Linked DNA regions of Mus musculus: region 2 is linked to region 1. Evidence: chromatin contacts called from public promoter capture Hi-C data. All regions are on one chromosome and are shown on one strand. The core of a region is the stretch at or near the end of the contact, and the rest is flanking DNA. Distances in the headings are between cores, read along the strand shown. Region 1 holds the start of Adck1 (aarF domain containing kinase 1). Region 2 overlaps Nrxn3 (neurexin III).

Region 1 (3,239 bases), core at 444-2,943:
CAGCTCACCTTAGGAAGGGGGACTAACAACTCAAGGGCAAGAGCAGCGGGCAGCAGGTAAGAGAAGTGAGTGAGCTTCCAGAAGTGCTCAAATAAATAGCTCACATAACTTGCACAACTAGATTCTCAAGTACAGACCACTGGAGCTTCACTCTACAGACAAGGCAGTAGAAGAAATTGCCCAAAGGAGCCAAGGGAACAAATGCTAGAGTCCACGTGTGTCTGTGCCGCCAACAGAGTGCATATGAACAAGGAATTGGCTGGAGTGGCCAGTGGTTCTCTGTCTCGGACATTTAGTCCTAGATAACCCAGGCAGGGTGTGTCCTACTGGGAGACAAGACAGGGATGGATGGCTATACCAAGCACTCTAGCCATTCACCAGTCCAGTCTCTGGCAAGGAGGGGACTGAGGGGGTATGTTTGGAAAGAAATAAAGTGTGATAAATTCTCTCAGAAGTTAAAATCTCACACCATAAGGCCCGTTGAGTATCAGCCAAATACCACAGTAAAATAAGAGAGAATATAATCCAGGATAAAAAGGACCCAGGTGGCAAAACTACATGGATATATGTACATAAAGTAATGGGGTTGGGTTGCAGTGTGTAAAGCAGGTGCCATGAGTGCTACAACTACAATATCGAAGCTAGCCACAGGGACACAACCACCCCCCACCCCACCCCCCACCCCCACACACACACACCATAACCCAGTGTGACAAATCGATATGGACTTTTTCTTATAAAATAGCATTCAAACTTATAGTCCCCGGGGTAGCGACATGGCATCTCCTGGGTTCATGTTGGACATGCCGATCCCAGAGTTCAAATATCACACTAAAATCAGAAGTTTAAAGAGGAAGTGGGCTGAATTCTGTGTAGTAACAAGCCCTCCACATCACTCTGCTGCACACTACATACACACAGCCTGTGAACCACAGTGACAAGAAGACGCTTAAAGAAAAATTGTCACAGGACAAAATCCAATTCCTAGCAACTCCGCAACTATATCTTGAGCGCCTACTAAGCGCTAAGCTTCTCACTTTCGTGGCAAGTAAATGTCAACGAAGTCTGGGACAGCTGTACTATGAAAGTCTTCTCTCCGCACATCTGCTGGAAGCACTGGAAGTCTCCAAGGTACTGGGGAGTTAAGGAGACTGGAGCCTGTAGCAAGCCTAGGTGACCTGACTTCTGGGGAGGCCCCTGCTCTTCACCACTCCACGCTCATCGCCCCAGCTACCTCTGCGTGGGAGCCCACAAGGTCACCGATGTCTGAAGGCTGCCGGCGGAGCCACTCGTAGCCCCTCTTCACCTCTGCCTACTCCAGGGCACGCAAGGTTGGGCCACCCAAGTGGCCAGTCCACACTAAGGACCTCTAGGACACCGAGCGAGAGAGTCACAGCCAAGGGGGCGGGGCACTGCGAGTCACCTGAACCACGTGGTTTCGCCAGCTAGGGTGACAGGGTCACAGGCTCGAGTTTCCTCCCAGCTTCGTCTGGGCGGCAGAGCCTGAGCTCAAACGTCGCGGAGCACATCTGCACCGGACCCACCGCTCTCCACGTCCCGCACAATCTGGCAGCGGGATTGGCCAGGACTCTGTGCGCGGGTGCTACTCACCAGAGGGTAGGGAAGCTGCGCCGCGCAGCCCGGAACCCAAATTCCAGGAAACAGTGCTTTCGCCACCAGAGCGCCTACAGAAGCCGGTGCCGCGAGGCCTGCCGGGATTTGTAGTTCTTTTCTGTTCCTTAGACTAGAGGCCACAGCTGTGGTCCCTGAGCCAGAGGAAAACCTTTCCTTGTCTGCTAAGATACCGACAAAGAATCATACTGAGAATAATTTAAGGAGTCAAAGTATAGATCCATGTTTAATGGATGATGTAATTCTGGATCTGTAGATTTTAAGTAGGCATTAGATTCTAATTAGAATTCTAATGAGTGAGTCAGCTATTCCTGTTGAAACGAAGACCTTGAGAGAAATGAAATGAAACCTTGTTTCAGTGGAGAGAATTGTAGGAGAGGTTAAATATTTCTGTGAAAATTGCCATTATTATACGGAAGCAAAGCGAAGTCTCTGGTTTGACAAAATGCCTATTATCACTATTCATCTGAAATGCTTTGCTGCTACTGGAGTTTGATTGTTATGGTGGTGGACTTTCCAAGACCAACACTCCTTTGTTGATACCTCTTAAGCTGTCACTAGAAGAATGGAGCACCAAGCCGACTAATGACAGCTATGGATTATTTGCTGTTGCAATGCACAGTGGCATTACTATTAGTAGTGGGCACAAACTCTACTGCATCTGTTAAAGTCCCTGGCTTTTAACAGTCTAGAACTCGATGAGGGGAATTTTGTGGTTGACCAGATGTGTGAAATAGGTAAGACAGAGCCACTGAATGAGGAGGAAGCAAGGGGGTGGCTGAAAATTATGACGATGAAGTATCAATTAGATTTGGTGGAAAAGGTTTTGAACAACAACAATAAAAAAAATGTAGAAGGTATTGGACTTCTTGGAGGACAAAAGAGCAAAGCAGACTATGAGCTGTCCAACAAAACATCTAATCCTGATAAGGTGGTTGGGACCCCATTCACTGACAATAGAAATTCTGAAACTAATGATACTAATGGGACCCACGAATCTGACAGGAACGAAGACTCCAGTGACCCAACAGGCGTTAACATGAATGGAGTTGAGAATGAAATTTCCTATGCAGTGCAAAACTTAAAGGAGTATGAGGGGAAGTAGTTGCTTTTTGATGATTCTAAAGCAAAAGTTACATAATAGAAAGACTTTCTGAGTTCTCTTTGCCCTTCTACATCTCCTACATCAACTTCCTACTTGCCATTCTATAAAAAATTATAGTGAGTATATTTTCCCTGTAAATATTAAACAGACACGGACAGATGTTGGTAAAGTTGATTACATCTAAGGGTCTTTAGTTTATCTTTTGAAGCTATTGGATATTATTGGTCTCTCGAGGCTTTTACATACTTTTTACCTATTTTTTAAATACTGAAAACCATGTTGACTTTTTAGAATCATTTTCCTTACTACAGACAAGTGATGGATAAGCTGGGAACCAACTTGTCTAGATTCTAAATGATCCAAAATGGAAACTTGAAACAATTAACACTTTTGGATTTACATGATCTTTTGTGTTTGCTTTTTAAAATACAGTGCTTGTATTTGTATTCTCCATATTTTGGAGTAATTATCTATATGATGGTTATTGGTCTGGCTTTTTCAC
Region 2 (3,239 bases), core at 496-2,995, 1.0 Mb before region 1:
GAACCAAAACCATCTAGCTACACTCATAAAAGAAGACCCAAGAACAATGTCCGTTTCTCCCTGCAGGAGTAAGTGTAAAATGACAATTTAGAAGGATTTAACATGGGACAAGTTTGGGGTTTTGCATTTAATGATCATGAACTTGGCAATAAGGCTGGCTCCGGATGCTAGTCCACTTTCTACCAGTTCCTAAAGTGTCCCTAACATTAAGCTAGTTGAGCAGTATATGCCTTGACTTTCCAATCTGTAAAGTAGAAAGAACACTACCAATTTCTCAATGTTATTCTAAATTAAATAATCCATGTAACATTGGACACTTGGCAGATAGCAACAAGTTCTTAATATATGTCAGCTGCTGTTAGTGTAATAGCTTAACATGCCTGATTTCAATTCTATATGACAGGCACATTTCCAGGAATGTCTATGCATCAATAGTCTCCAGACATCGAGGAAGTCTGCACAAAGTTGTAAGAATAAATTAATATTTTCCACAGAGGCTGTTAACCTGAAGTCATAGTGTGATTTAGAACAGGTTTTCTGGAGGATTTCTAAATAGAGAGATACTTTAAGTCTTGGTCAATGGAAGGAAATTTAAGAAAGTTAAGCAAGTTAGACTTGACTCCAAAACTCCAGGATATCATCTGAGCAGTGGAGACAAAGGGATGAACAAAAAGACACAGAAGTTTTGCTTTTCTTTTCTTCCCATGGTGAATACTGCATCTGATGCCTAATACCAAGAAGGAATTGTGTTACTCACATCTATCTATATTTCTTTATCTATTACTGCTCAGGTAAACTATGTTTAGCCATCTTGGTCTCCTTACATACATCCCCATCCTTGGGACCTTAGCAAACAACTGGAAAACATGCTGTCCAATATAACACAGATCTGAAATCATAAAGCAAGACTTTGCTATTTAAATATTGGTTTTCTTGAATACTGCTATTTTGCGATCTACTTTGAAAAAGTGGGTCTTCATGAAAGCTGGGAGCTCAAATAACTGGCATATTTTCACACATGACCAAATTAAGAATCAACTTGGAAATGGTCAATCTAAAGGGAGAGTTCCATCTCTAGTTCTGAAGATAGCATGGCTGACATTGAGAGGAAACAGGTTTTCTCAAAATACACTTCCCCTTTCTAAAAGGAATCAGGAACAATGTTATAGGACAGTATTCCTCACTCTTCTCAAGTAAGAAGCATTCTGTAATAGAAAAGGATAGGAATTGGATTGGGAAGTATTTCCACTTGAACACTGGGAAGGATCGAAGAGACCATTATCCATAGCTGGATACAATGTGAAGTGCTTAAGGGAATAATGTCTTTACGGTTTCAAATGTAGTCTTAATTTTATGTGTGTCTGTGTGTAGTGTGCATGTGTGTGATATGTGCACAGAATTGCAGTGCCTGAGAAGGCCAGATAAAATCTGAAGTTACAGGCTGTGTGAGTCCCTTGACAAGAATGCTGGGAACCAAACTCAAGTCCTGTACAGGAGCAGTACCTTGCTCCTAACTGCTGAGCCATCTCTCTGGCCTGAATAAGTATTTTCAAGTAAATAAATAAAGATATCATACATGAAAAGTTTTAATATTAGTAGGAAGCTGGCTGCTATTTTGAACTTAAAGGTGATTTTCTAGAAAGAAAAATTTGAGCATTAAGGCTAGAGATGGAATTCTGTGTAAAACAAGCAAGTCTCTTACACAGGTGGACAGTAGGTGGCGATACAAGTTAAGGAGTAAGTCTTAGCCTAGCCTTAATGAAATCAGACTTCCGAGACAGAGCCTTAGGTGCTCTGCTATTTTGTGGACCCTCCAATGTTCAGTGCAAAAGAAGGGTATTCGGATTTTAGTTGGATCCTGAATTGCAGCAGAGAAGGTGTTAACTCCCACACACTGCAGGAGCCAACCACAAACCTTCCCCAGTTTGAGTCTACTTAATATTCCCTGCCTAACTCTGATGTGGAAACCTTTCCTTCCCACCAATGTAAACCACACATACCTCAATATGTACCCTACATAAAAGGCACTAATTGTGCAGTGGAATGAAACCAAAAATAGAAAGTTGTGAAAAAATTCAAGATAGAGCCCAGAAGACATAGATGATTTAATTTGCCCACCATTTTCCCTTCCCAGGAGCTCTAAATTGCAGCATTCAGTTGCAGCAAAGTTATTATTATTATTAAGCAGCCTATCTGCAAACTGTCCACAGTAGTAGAACATGGTTGTTAAAGTGCACATTGTCAGTCCCAGCACAATGCACTAACTCAGACATATTGAAAATGAAGGCAAAGAAACAAAATATATGTTTCAAGTATTAAAGTGGCACTGGGAAGTAGAATGGAGTTAATTCTTGTGTTCAAGGAAATTAAATGGAATTAAGGGAGTGGTGTCCTCAGGGCAAGATGCCACACAACTAAGCTTATTGTTTATGCATTTGCAGTTGTACCATAGAGAGTTATATCATGTTTGCCATTATTATCACCTGGTTATTGTCTTCATTGAGACATAAAGAGATATGACTGTGTGTCAAAATGAGAAGGGATCGATTGCAATAGCTATTCTCACTTGTCAACTTGACTATATCTGGAATAATGGCAATCCAGAACAGGTATAGATCCTGTTAAAAGGAATTAAAGAAAATCTTAGGTTCCAACATGGTGGCACATGCCTTTAATTCCAGGAGACAGAGGTAAGCAGACCTCTGAGTTCAAGGCGAGCCTGTTATAGAGCAAGTTTCCAGTAAAGAAGAGCTTGGGTTCAGGCATGGTGATATAGGTCTTTAATGCCAGCACTCAGGAGACAGAGCATGCAGATCTTGGATTTCAAGGTCAGCCTAGTCTACAGAGCAAGCTCCAAGAGAGCCAAGTTTAGGCAATGAAGGGAATAACAATAATAATAACAATAACAATAATAATAATAATAATACTCATGAGATTTAATAGAATGAAGAGGCTATGTTCCAGCTCCAGCAAGCAGCAGAACTTGGCAGCTATGGCCATGTGGTTCTGGCTTTAGAATCAAAAATAGAAGGGGTTACTGGGACAATTAATGCTGGTTAGCTGGAGCTAAGAAATTATCCGTGATTAAGAAGAGATCAGCATCATTGAGGTTAAATCTTCTCAGAAGTGTTTTCTGAGAGCAAAATGAAGCTGTGTTCTAGAGATAGGCTTCATGCTAGCAGCGGGTAATCTTTAAGAATTACCCAGGTGGTTCTTCTTTAGAAGGCATGAGGGGGTCA

What was found. Promoter capture Hi-C pulls out the DNA fragments that hold promoters and counts their contacts.
Region 2: a contact with region 1 is called in a promoter capture Hi-C map of hippocampal neurons, with 10 times the contacts expected there. The contact joins the enhancer-like site here to the promoter of Adck1 in region 1. A contact is called at or near these places in 5 of 39 promoter capture datasets (the 3T3-L1 cell line, cranial neural crest, frontonasal cranial neural crest and 2 more), 1 of 484 Hi-C or Micro-C datasets (cortical neurons) and 2 of 115 datasets of contacts at active chromatin or transcription factors (large pre-B cells and neural progenitor cells).

What each region holds. Positions count from the first base shown.
Region 1 is chr12:88,358,968-88,362,206 of GRCm38.p6, reverse strand. Adck1 (aarF domain containing kinase 1) reads right to left here and starts at 1,693. Exons shown (of 11, transcript NM_001277297.1): 1 at 1,612-1,693. It also overlaps the pseudogene Gm5655.
Region 2 is chr12:89,381,962-89,385,200 of GRCm38.p6, reverse strand. The region is part of intron 9 of Nrxn3 (neurexin III); the gene reads right to left. Among named protein-coding and RNA genes, the nearest start is that of Gm40537, 410 kb to the right of the region's middle. Within about 2 kb of position 1,745, at least 8 of the 459 cell types and tissues checked have an H3K27ac peak or open chromatin away from gene starts, as enhancers often do. A contact at or near this core is called in cortical neurons and hippocampal neurons, where this site is marked.